Linked DNA regions of Mus musculus: region 2 is linked to region 1. The links are chromatin contacts, called in public Hi-C maps. All regions are on one chromosome and are shown on one strand. The core of a region is the stretch at or near the end of the contact, and the rest is flanking DNA. Distances in the headings are between cores, read along the strand shown. Region 1 holds the start of Slc7a14 (solute carrier family 7 (cationic amino acid transporter, y+ system), member 14). Region 2 has its middle 130 kb from the start of Slc7a14.

Evidence for each region. Hi-C and Micro-C count contacts between places; a contact is called where the count stands out from the background.
Region 2: a contact with region 1 is called in a Hi-C map of the N1E-115 cell line, with 2.4 times the contacts expected there. The contact joins the enhancer-like site here to the promoter of Slc7a14 in region 1. A contact is called at or near these places in 7 of 39 promoter capture datasets (3T3-L1-derived adipocytes, the C10 cell line, cranial neural crest and 2 more), 3 of 484 Hi-C or Micro-C datasets (the N1E-115 cell line, liver and nephron progenitors), 1 of 115 datasets of contacts at active chromatin or transcription factors (a beta-TC-6 cell line) and 3 of 9 other capture datasets (adipose tissue, embryonic stem cells and pancreatic islet).

Annotation. Positions count from the first base shown.
Region 1 is chr3:31,308,486-31,314,925 of GRCm38.p6, reverse strand. Slc7a14 (solute carrier family 7 (cationic amino acid transporter, y+ system), member 14) reads left to right here and starts at 4,607. Exons shown (of 8, transcript NM_172861.3): 1 at 4,607-4,755. Gm15496 (a long non-coding RNA gene) reads right to left here. Exons shown (of 3, transcript XR_880740.3): 1 at 5,628-6,440; 2 at 3,887-3,952; 3 at 1-1,185.
Region 2 is chr3:31,434,337-31,440,278 of GRCm38.p6, reverse strand. No RefSeq gene overlaps it. Among named protein-coding and RNA genes, the nearest start is that of Slc7a14, 130 kb to the right of the region's middle. Within about 2 kb of position 4,593, at least 13 of the 459 cell types and tissues checked have an H3K27ac peak or open chromatin away from gene starts, as enhancers often do. A contact at or near this core is called in the N1E-115 cell line, where this site is marked.

The DNA.
Region 1 (6,440 bases), core at 3,358-5,857:
CCCAGATATTTCTTGTGCACATCAAAGCTGGAGGACACTGATTCCATGGGAGTTGGACTTGACATTAATGACTGCAGAGTTCCAAGTTGTTCTTTTTGTACTTATTTGTCAATCCATCTGATTATCCTATGAAGAAAATATCGATTTGAGGCCAGTGCATCTTTATCATCTCACCTACAATTGCTAGTACCCATTTTAACAAGAAAATGGACTTAGCTAGCCTCAGATTCTGGGAGAGTCAGAGGTGAACAGGCTGATTATAACAGTATTGTTATATTTTAACTTCAATGGTTATCTTTTGTTCATGACAACCAATACCAGTTTTCTAGATAAGGTAGTGAAGGGAAAATGTTCCAACAGATCAATAGGAAGAACTGTACTTACAGAGAACACGTAGTGACATGTAGTGGCCTTGAACTTTCCTTCCAGGCTAAGGAATCATTACTTTGGCATTTCTGACCTCTGACCTCTTTACCCAGCATCACTCATTAAACAATTTTATATACTCTGAAAGGGCTGAGGGTCAGGACAGTACTCTATTTATTATACATTTGGGGATGAGGTGGGCATGTTCAGAACTTACTTTTGGAATTTAAATATCTAGTATAGAATTTGAAGATTGGTAAATATCCAGTCCAAATGATATCAGGATTATTGATTTCCTTTGTTTAAAACTGTATGTACAGGAAGAGTTGTATTGTACACATCTATTGTACATGTCTATTTAGCATGGATGTGTGTACAGGCAAGTGTACAAGTGGAAACACCAGAAATCAACGCCAGGTGTCTTTCCTAGATAGCTATTTTTTAAATAGTATTCCTCACTGAATCTGGTCTGTCTGCACTGCCCTCTTCCAGTACTGCAGATACAGGTACACACGTGTCATTACCGTGGGTGCTGAAAATCTATACACAGGTCTTTATAGCCATGTAGCAGGCACGTGAGGAGCTGAGCTTTCTCTTCAGGCCAGGGTTATTTTTTTAGCACACCTTCAAGGTGACCTGACATATGTTGAGTTTCAACCGTGCCTTCCTTTTTATCTTCCTCAACCCAGAAGCACTGCTACCCGCCAAAGGGCTCCACATCAGCCTCTGTCTGGCCAGGGCGATATAGTGCCTTGGACTTCTTAGTCTTTGAATCTGTCAGAGGCAAGAGATAAGACCACCATCGAGCTTGGAAATCTTCTAGGGGAAAACAAAAACAAAAGCTTAAGACATTCACCTTCATGAACCAGGAGACAATATCAAATCATTGTCTTAAAGCCTCCGGCCAATCCCTCCCTAGTCGAGCTATCATTCATTAAAGTAGTTCAATCAGAGGGATGTCATTGATGGCCCTGCAGATAAACAGTCCTAGCAAAAGGGTAAGATGTTCTTTGCTCATATTTGTGTGTATCCATTCTCCATCATTAAGCTGAAGAGGGCCCCCAGGACCCTATTCTCATCAGGGTACTGATCTCCACAGCTTCAACACCAGAGATCAGCAATCTGCTCTGCATTATTGATGGCAACATCCTGAGTATCTCAAATATGTATTCAACAAGTTAATCAATATTTCTACATAGTCCATTTGCTGGGACAAGGAAACTAATAAATAATAATATGTGACCTGTCCAGATTTAATTAAAAATATCACCGTTTATTAGTTTGATAGTGTGAAGTATACTGATCCTTACTGTCATGCATGGCTCTAAATATTTGGCACTATTTCCTTTCCAATAATGTCAGGGGCTTCTGATAAGGTTGGTATTCACCAGGAACTTTTCATTAAAGAAGGAGGTGAGAGGGACCTTATCAAGAAATCATGTTAAAGTGTGACTTTGAGTTGCAATCTGTGCAAGATCTGGCCCTTAGTTTCCCTCTCCTGCCCTTTGCTGGGTAAAGCTATCTTGGGCATTCAGAACTGATTTGGCCCTAATCAGAGTCCTACATGATTACTGTAAAGGCATCTCAAATCTTCTAAAATGCATACTTACCCATCTAATTGCTCATAAAGGCATTAATGTTTAAGGTCAAATTAAGTGACCCCATGCTTATTCTTCTATGTGTTTCCTGATAGCATTGCAGGGATGGGTAGTGTCTTAGTCCGGGTTTCTATTCCTGCACAAACATCAGGACCAAGAAGCAGGTTGGAGAGGAAAGGGTTTATTCAGCTTACACTTCCATACTGCTGTTCATCACCAAGGAAGTCATTACTGGAACTCAAGCAGGTCAGAAAGCAGGAGCTGATGCAGAGGCCATGGAGGGATGTTCCTTACTGGCTTGCTTCCCCTGGCTTGCACAGCCTGCTCTCTTATAGAACCAAGACTACCAGCCCAGAGATGGTCCCACCCACAAGGGGCCTTTCCCCCTTGATCACTAATTGAGAAAATGCCTTGCAGCTGGATCTCATGGAGGCATTTCCTCATCTGAAGCTTCTTTCTCTGTGATAACTCCAGCTGTGTCAAGTTGACACATACAACCAACCAGTACAGGTAGGGTGTCAGAGGCAGCACTTCACCTAGACAAATTTTAAAGTAGCATGTGCAGGAACATTGATGGCTCCTGGATCAATGGTTTCCCTAAAAAATATGGAAGGCCTAGATAGATATCTAAAGCTTATTAAGGAAGTGTGCCAGGACTTGGGGTTGGAATTTGCTTAAGGGTAGCAGATTCTCTGGTTTGTGTCAGGGTTGTGCTGGGTTTGTTAGCAGTGGATTAGAAAACAGTTATCACTTTTCCAATATCAGCGAAGGTCTATTCCTGCTCTTGGACTAGGAATGTTTGGGGTTTGGAACTGACTGATCTTTCTTTTTTAATTAATTAATTTATTATATGTAAGTACACTGTAGCTGTCTTCAGACACCCCAGAAGAGGGAGATCAGATCTCATTACAGATGGTTGTGAGCCACCATGTGGTTGCTGAGATTTGAACTCAGGACCTTCAGAAGAGCAGTCAGTGCTCTTAATCTCTGAACCACCTCTCCAGCCCTCCCCCATCTGTTTTTTTAGATTACCAACCTAAACCCTGTTATGCTGAAATACGGCACAAAATTACACCAATTCGTAAATATCCACTGCTGAGATTCTGCCTGGCATCCAAAAGATGGTCCTGGATGAGGAGAGATTAATTTTAAAAGATCCATCTCAGAGGAGTGTGGCACTAATCTCTGAGACCTGCATAGCCCTTGAGTTTCAGGTACACTTGTAAACTTGGGGATTTCTCAGTAGCTGTCCCCTAACAAACCCCAGCTTCCCTCTCCTAAACCCGTAATATACCTGGACTAACACGGGCAACACCTCCTGCTGGCCACAGGTTTATTATGTATTTGTTTATGCTTTACCACTATAGCTTCTCATAGGCTAACGATTAGTTCATCTGAACAACAAAACTGTCTCAGAGAGTAGACATTCTCTGCCCATTTTTAAGATAAAACTCCGAGGCCTCAGGCGATCAGTCAAGGATTACATGTGTCCCCTGAACAGCCTGCTTCAACATCCCAAATTCTGACTCTTTAACCTTACCCTTTTTCTGCAACATCTCACAGCTTTGTGGGCATCCAAAGAAGTCAGAAATACTATGAACAACTAGTTAAAGGCTTAAGTCATAGTGATGGCTCACCAAGGCTCCTGTAGGCTCAAGGGAGTGTTGAGCATGAATGGTGAATGTACCAGGACTGTCCGGGCCATGATTGGACGTACTTAGATGTGAACTTGCCCTACGTGAAAAGACAGCAGCCAGCCAGTAATCTCCCTGAACACAACAAACTTAGTAACTTTTATTTCTCATAGAAGAGGTTTACATGGCATCAGCTCCATTCCACTAACACATACATAAATAACATGCTTCTTGTTTTCTGAAATGTATTATTATTTTAATAGAGGCAAGAGAAAGACTCTCACTTACCGATCTCTGCGTGTGTCTAGCACTGAGTTAGGCAACTTCAAGAGCATGTCAACTCTCTCTACAGTCCTAGGAGATGTTCATTTCACAGACAAGGGAAGAAAAAGCAAGACGTTAAATGCTACAAGTCATAGATTGAAAATCCTTGTAGATCTTCAGAAACCTCAAATCCATGAAATGTTGTGGACTCTAAACTAAGCTGGATCTATTTGAGCTTTTGGTCTTGTCTTCTTTGAGAGCTGAGAGAGAGACTAACCTCCCCATCCCTTGTTTACAGTGACAGTGAGGTGGAGGGGGAAAAGTTAAGAGTACCAAGACCACCTCAAGGAGGTAGTGGGGTAGCTTCCAGCGAGCAGGAAGCAGGCCTGGCTGGGTAGCTGAATCCAGGAGAGGTGGAGCTGTTGGCAGAAGCCAGCCCAAACAGTACAGCGACACTGCAGAGTCCTACCCCACCCTGCCTTCCCAGAGCATAGAACTGCCCGGGCTCCTCTGCTCCAAGCACCAGAAAGGTAGCAGAGGCTGGAGGCCGCACCTGGAAGGCGGGTGAGGTGTAGTGAGTGACAGACCCGGGGGGCGGGGTGGGGGGGCGGGGGGGTGCGGGAAGGGGCGGCGGGAGTGGTGCTAGGACTCGGTAATGGAAAGGGCTGGGTTAGCCACGTGATTACAAGGAGGCGGAGATAGGCAAGCTGGAGAGCAAACTGGCAGGCGCGGGAGGGGTGCGGAGGGGTTTCAATCTGAATAATTGAAGAGCGATTCAGCAACGTCCGCTGTCTCCTGCCTTCCTTTATCACTACCACCGCCCTCATCTCAGCTCTAAGTGCAGACCGCCGGACATTAGCATCCAGTTCAGGCCATCACCTCCAGCCCCTCTGGTGAGTGGATGCCCTCTTCACCACAGTCTGTGCCCCCAGCGCGGCCCCGGGCTTCCCAGCTGGACCCCGGAGACTAAGATGAACCAGGGAGCCCCAGACACCTGCAGGGTGGAAGCGGGAACATGGCGCGGAGGTTGAGGGCGACCTACGGGAAGGGGATCTCTGGAAAGACCAAGGAGCGAGGTCAGGGTCGCGCGGGCTTCCACTGGGAATGGGTCCCCCGGTAGCATCCTCGATGAGGGGACTCGCGGGAGCCGGCAGGCGGAGCGCGGGCTGGCGCAGCCTCCGCTGCGGCGGGAGCGAGAGGCTAAGATGCTGGGGATGACAGTGTGGGCCTCCCAGGTCTCCGCAGTCGCGGGGCCCGTCCTGTCCTCCAAGCCTATCCACGCACCTGACGGGGGCAACTGGGCTCTTGGCCTGGGATTGAGCCCTTGGAAAAAGGAGAGGTGTTTTCCGGGCCGCAGTCCCAGAGGAAGGCGGGGACATGAATCTGTCCTTTAACCAGAGCAAAACTCTTCAAAGGGACTCCAATGGAGCCCTGCGCCCCGACTAGGCTGGTGCGCCACGAGGACCATCTGTCCCCGGCCAAGCGGGAGACCGTGCAGTGAGGAGGATGTGACGGGAGAGCTATCTGGGTAGGTTCCTGCCCGGAGCCCGCGGCTCTCGAGAGGACTCTCGCACGCACTGCTTCGCCTCTTTGGGGCCTTTTTCCCAGCCCCAAAACACATCTCAGTTTCCCACAAATTCTGAGGGCCAGAGTAGGGTGGCGTGGCCCCAAGCCTTCTGTCTCCACTGAGTCACCCTCCTCCCCCGCCAAGTGTGCATTTTACATCATGATCAAACTGTAAGGTAGAAGCTGTCAAATGACTTACAGAAGAAAGATGAGGGAAGGTGGAAGCAGCACAGGCTGTCGTCTCTTCTTGATAGTGATTCCGCTACGTGTGCGAAACTCGGTTCATTGAGAGCTTGAGTTGAGAGACTCAAAGGATGTTCGCCTGCGTGGCAGAGGCAGTAACTGGCCAGAGTAACTAAGGGTTGCAGGGATAATCTGCCTCTGAGAGCTGGGGACAGGTTGAAGAGCTGGCTAGAGTTGGGATGGTGTGCCGCTGTCCGGGGTGCTGAAAGTTGTCTGCTGCGCGGTAAATACCTGGGGACTGGTGGGATCCGTGCTGGCTGGTCAGCTTTCCCTGCAGTTGAGATCTAACACCTAAAGGGCATTGTCTCGTGTTTACCAAGAAAACAAGCGAGTATCCTTTGCTTTCCCAGTTCTCTGCTTTCCCAGACTTTCGTTGGAGGTTCCCAGCATGTCTGGGTAGAAAAACAAGGGGGCCCTGTCATTCCAGGATGTGGCTTGATAACTCTGGATGATGCCCTCGTTCTTCCTGTTCCAAGTCTTCCGGTTCATAGTGTTGAAAAAGCAGTTAGGGATGCTGTCCTGATAAACATTTCTGTAGCTTTTAGGAACCAGAGAACTGTAAGTCTACAGAAAAATAAGTGGATTAATTAAAAGGGAGATGGATTCAGGCTTGCTTTGGGTTATGACTCTCCTCTGTATGCTTCTGTCACCACCGCGTATTTTCTCATCCTCCAAACACAAATTTTAATACACTGTAGGTTTATTTCTTTAGTGTTCCATGGGTGGGATGAAGAATGGGGTGAGGCAATGGGAATGGGGGCGGGGAGAG
Region 2 (5,942 bases), core at 3,344-5,843, 130 kb before region 1:
ATGAAAGAATGTTTCCAATTTAATTTTGTCAGAGTGTCCTTATCAGTTGACCTTTTGCCCTGTACATAACGAAGGAACCTCTTAAAATACATAGGCTTATATTATTTTTGTATGTAGGTTGAAAGGAAATTAATTCACTAAGAATTCTGCACATTCTTTAATTTTAGAGTCTGGCTTGTGACAATGACTTTTCTACTGTGTTGTCCAAAGATGCCCGAGACTTTTTGTTTGCTATCACAGGGCCTTCAAGGTCACTGCTGGGTCTTCTGTGGTCTCAGAAAGACTCCATAGTTGTCTCTGATCTTTTATTAATGTTTTGATACTAGGATATAGTTTTTATCTTTTCAAAAATTATAGAAAAAAATCTACTCACTAACTAGAATCCCATCCCCTCCTTAAAATATTCTTAAATGGTCAGGAAGACTACAGTCCAGTTGGTCCTTCTAGAATAACAATACATTTGCATATGTCTGAGCATTGAGTGGAGACTGTAAGATACTACCAACTGCCAAATGTTAAAATGGCCAAAGCCAGTCTTCAAAGCAGACCCTACCTGTGTCTACAGACAAGGCTCAGGTCACCTCACTGGATGCTCTGGGAGAGAAGTGGGAACAGAATTAATTTAATGAGCATGGACTTACTTCAGTGTCTGAGACACTGTATGTTGTGGGGATGGGGACAGTGTATGGGTACTTCTGTGCATGTGGGGGTACAGCTCAGAGGTTTGGGTTCGGTGTTGTGCTTTCTTTTGCTTTTACTTTTCTATTGCTGTAACAAAACACTGTGAATAAAAACAACTTGGGGATTAAAGGGTTTATTTCAGCTCATAGCGTTCATCATCCAGGGATGACAAGGAAAGAACTCAAGGCAGGAACCTGGAAGCTGATATAAAGCCGCAGAGAAGTGCTGACTACTGGCTTTCTCATCATGGCCTGCTCATTCTCCTTTCTAATGCCATCCAGGACTACAGGCCCAGGTGTACTACCTACCTTTGTGGGATGGACACACCCACATTAATCAACAATTAAGAAAATTCAACCCAGATTTGCCCACAGGATAATCAACTGGGGGCGTTTTCTCAATTGAGGTCCCCCCTTCCAAAATGACTCTAGCTTGTGTCAAGCTGACATAAAACTAGCCATCATAACACAGTGTCTTCTTCAATTACTCTCCACTTAGGTCTCGAGACAGAGTATCTCACTGAACCTGGAGCTCAACAACTTGAGTAGACTAGCCAAGAGAGCTACAAGGATCCTTCCTTCCTTCCTTCCTTCCTTCCTTCCTTCCTTCCTTCCTTCCTTCCTTCTCTCCCTCCTCATGCAGAATGGTAGGTATGTTCTGCTTTGCCTGATACTTTGTACATGATTGCTAGGGGTCCAAATTAAGATCCTCATGCTTTTGTAGCAAACACTTAGCCAGGACCAGACCATCTCTCCAGCTCAAGAACAACCCTTTGAAATGTGTTTCTTGACAGATGGAAGAGCTAAGGTTTGAAGACTAATTTGACTGTCATAATAGATCATCAAAAGCAGAGTCAGTACCTGGTGTCTTGTTCTGAGACAAACTAATCCATCAAAATAGGCAAGAACGGTACCTAAGACAGAGAAAGCATTCTTTAACAGACTGACATAGGGTACGTGACTAGGTATAGTCTGAGGTCTGGTGACCAATGGATCGAGAATCCAGATGAGCCTTTTATTCCAGGCTAGGAAGAGATTATGATCAGTTCTCACCACACAGAGAAGTACATCCTTCTGCACTGTCTTTGTTAGCATTTTTTCTACTCTACCGCAGATCTAACCACAGCCTACTTACCAAGTCTAGGCTTGATTATCTTTTCTTTTCTTCCTTTCTTTTTCCTTTTCTCTGTATTCTTTTCTTTCCTTTCTTCCTCCCTCCATCCCTCCGTCCCTCCCTCCCTTCTCCTTCCTTCCTTCCTTCCTTCCTTCCTTCCTTCCTTCCTTTTCTGTTTCACCCAGTGTGGTGCCCAAGATTTCCACTGTGGACAGGCAGGACCAGAAGGACAGAAGAAGTCATCATCATAGATTACACTGCATCTCTGAGTGCCGTGAACTCTTGGCCAGCAGCCAGGGGATGAGTCTACAATGCAAAGCCAGACGGCAAGAAGCCAAGACTGTCTCAGAGCTTTGCATGCGATGGTGTTAGATGAGGCTAATTTATCAGCTCTTCACACCAGATGTTCCCAAGGTGTAGCTATAGGAAACAGAGACATCTACCACTTCCCTTAAGGCCCAGTAGACAGGCCCAGCTCTATACTATGCCCTCAGAATGAGAGGTGTATGGAGGTGAGGCTCTGCACAATGGCCGTGCCTCCTTTCCCTGCCCAGGAAAGGGAGTTTCTCTGCAGCTGTGATGGGTTTCAGCAACTGTGAGGAGGCAGAGCCAAGAGAGAGGATTTCCACACATCACTGTATTTAGTCCCTATGACTGAGCAGTGAACTGTTTGGTTTTCCAAGTTCTAAATGAGGATCCTGAGGTTTGAAGGCCAAGTGACATAACAGCAGTGTCCAAACAGGGAGAACAGGCAGCAGGATCAGTGTCCATACAGTGAGAGCAGGCAGCAGGGGCAGTGTCCATACATTGAGAATAGGCAGCAGGATCAGTGTCCATACAGTGAGAACAGGCAGCAGGATCAGTGTCCATACAGTGAGAACAGGCAGCAGGATCAGTGTTCATACAATGAGAATAGGCAGCAGGATCAGTGTCCATACAGTGAGAACAGGCAGCAGGATCAGTGTCCATACAGTGAGAACAGGCAGCAGGATCAGTGTCTGTACAGGGAGAACAGGCAGCAGGATCAGTGTCTGCACAGTGAGAACAGGCAGCAGGATCAGTGTCCATACAGTGAGAACAGGCAGCAGGATCAGTGTCCATACAGTGAGAACAGGCAGCAGGGTCAGTGTTTATACAGTGAGAATAGGCTGCAGGATCAGTGTCTGTACAGTGAGAACAGGCAGCAGGATCAGTGTCCATACAGTGAGAACAGGCAGCAGGATCAGTGTGTGCACAGTGAGAACAGGCAGCAGGATCAGTGTCTGTACAGTGAGAACAGGCAGCAGGATCAGTGTCTGCACAGTGAGAACAGGCAGCAGGATCAGTGTTCATACAGTGAGAACAGGCAGCAAGGTCAGTGTCTGTACAGTGAGAACAGGCAGCAGGATCAATGTTCATACAGTGAGAACAGGCAGCAGGGTCAGTGTTTATACAGTGAGAACAGGGTGCAGGATCAGTGTCTGTACAGGGAGAACAGGCAGCAGGATCAGTGTCTGCACAGTGAGAACAGGCAGCAGGATCAGTGTCCATACAGTGAGAACAGGCAGCAGGATCAGTGTCTGCACAGTGAGAACACCCAGCAGGATCAGTGTCCATACAGTGAGAACAGGCAGCAGGGTCAGTGTTTATACAGTGAGAATAGGCTGCAGGATCAGTGTCTGTACAGTGAGAACAGGCAGCAGGATCAGTGTTCATACAGTGAGAACAGGCAATAGGATCAGTGTCTGCACAGTGAGAACAGGCAGCAGGATCAGTGTCTGTACAGTGAGAACAGGCAGCAGGATCATTGTGTGCACAGTGAGAACAGGCAGCAGGATCAGTGTCTGTACAGTGAGAACAGGCAGCAAGGTCAGTGTCTGTACAGTGAGAACAGGCAGCAGGGTCAGTGTCTGTACAGTGAGAACAGGCAGCAGGATCAATGTTCATACAGTGAGAACAGGCAGCAGGATCAGTGTCCATACAGTGAGAACAGGCAGCAGGATCAGTGTTCATACAGTGAGAACAGGCAGCAGGATCAGTGTGTGCACAGTGAGAACAGGCAGCAGGATCAGTGTTCATACAGTGAAAACATGTAGCAGGATCAGTGTCTGTAGAGTGAGAACAGGCCACTGCTGGATCAGTGCTTGACTGAGGTTTGAGGGATGCCTGGAAGCTCTGTCAATTAGATGATAAATGTGCCTTACCTCTGGGACACTTGAGTTTAGATCATATATGCTGTAATAACCTGAGATCCCTTCTGCATGGAAAGAAAAATGAAGAGAGATAGATGAGAGAGAGAGAGAGAGAGAGAGAGAGAGAGAGAGAGAGAGAGAGAGAGACCAATTAACCAGAATACAAAAATTTCAAAGATAGCAAGGTTTAAAAGACTGAACAGAGATGCAGGCAGCCTCTACTCTTAACACGATGGAAGCAGAAAGTAAAGTCAAATGCTGGCTTAAACACAATGCTTTTCTTTTCACACATACATCCAAAAAAACACATACAACAGCAACACTGTAGCCATGATGGGATGTGGTTTCCATAGCAATGTGAATAATTTCCAGGAAAATTGTTCAAATTGAAAACAGATGTCTTTCCTCATTAAGAGAAACAAGTTTTAAAAAAGGCCTCATCGATATCTCTTTTTCACAGGTCATAAGATTTGATTATGGCAGAGTAACAGCAACCCCCAGCACAGACCAAACAGGAAGTACAGCCATCAGGGAAGTCAGAGATAAAACAGGCCCTGTTGATCCAGAGGAACCTCATCACCAAGGACACCACCTACCACATGGGCTGTGCTACGCAAGACTGGAGGCCTGCCTTTTGTAGGTCTGTATAATGATCACTAGCCAGCATATTATACTGTCGAGAGGAGAATGCCAGTGCTGTGTGACAGTATTGTTGTGAAGAGGTAATGTGTACTCACCTCAGACAGGAAACAAACAGACCAAAGTAAGTAGCAGTATCAAGGTCAACCTGATGGACCAATGAGTTTATCAGGTCACTTACAGGACTCTGGATGAAGGGATTACTTGCAGGACTTTGAGCAACTCAATGGCAGTGACATCACCAGAAGCTTACAGAACATGAGGTATGACTCACAAAAGCTGGCCTTGGCACTCTTAACAACTGCCCTGCAGGTGGGAGAATCTCCTCTCTACAACTTCCCTGATCAGTCTTCTCCCTCAGCAGTCATTTCCTACTTCAAAGCCTTGGGGAGGGACTCTGGGGAGTCCTCTCAGGCTCAACTGCCTCTGACATAGAAACTTTGTTTGCCTCCTGGGACTCTTGAGTCCCCATTGCCTCTGAGAAGGAATGTTCTAACTCAGAACAAACTGCTAAACAGCACCAGTCTTCCTCAAATACAAAAAAGATCTGGAGGGAGTGAGAATGGTTTTCTCCAGAGAGCATCATTAGGCATTCAATGAGATAGAAAGGCCTAGAACTAAAAGACAATGGCGAACTGAAAAAGCCAGCACTCTATTCTAAAGTCCTCCCAGGAATCATTTCAGTTATTCTCCAAGAGGGAGGCAGGACTACACTCCCTGATGCACAGCAGTGGAAACCAAGGCTCAGGGATGAAGCATCCCACCGATGAGAGCATACTTTCAAAACAGCAAAGGCAGGATTTAAGTTCTGAAAGTCCAACTGCAGAGTCTGCACAGACCAATCATTCACAAGAGATAGATTCTTGCTCAACATCTCCCATTGTCTTCAGTGACCCAACTGGGGCTCATGGATTACATCGAGGTTTCCACACTACCAGGCTGGCTCTCCCCAGTGAACTGTGGTACTGGGAGAATGAAGAGAGCCTGCAGAAGTTAGGATGATTAAAATATCCTTTTTTGTAAAAAAAAGATATACTCATGTATGTGTGTACCTCCACTATGGAGTGTGTCCATAGAAGTCAGAACACAGTGTGAGCTATCCAGGAGCTAGATACAGGGAACCTAACTCTGACCTTCTACAAGCAGTAAGAGCTCTTAACCCCTGAGCCCTCGTTCCAATCTGCCAAAGGCATCCTTTATAATGAACACATTCAAGTTCCAAATGAGCAGCTTCCTCAAAACTCCCTCTTCAGGAAAAACCCCATAAAGTACTTTAAGGATGTAGCCAGATTTGGAAGGGGCTGTAGTTTGATTAGCTATTTATTTACTGGGTCTCAA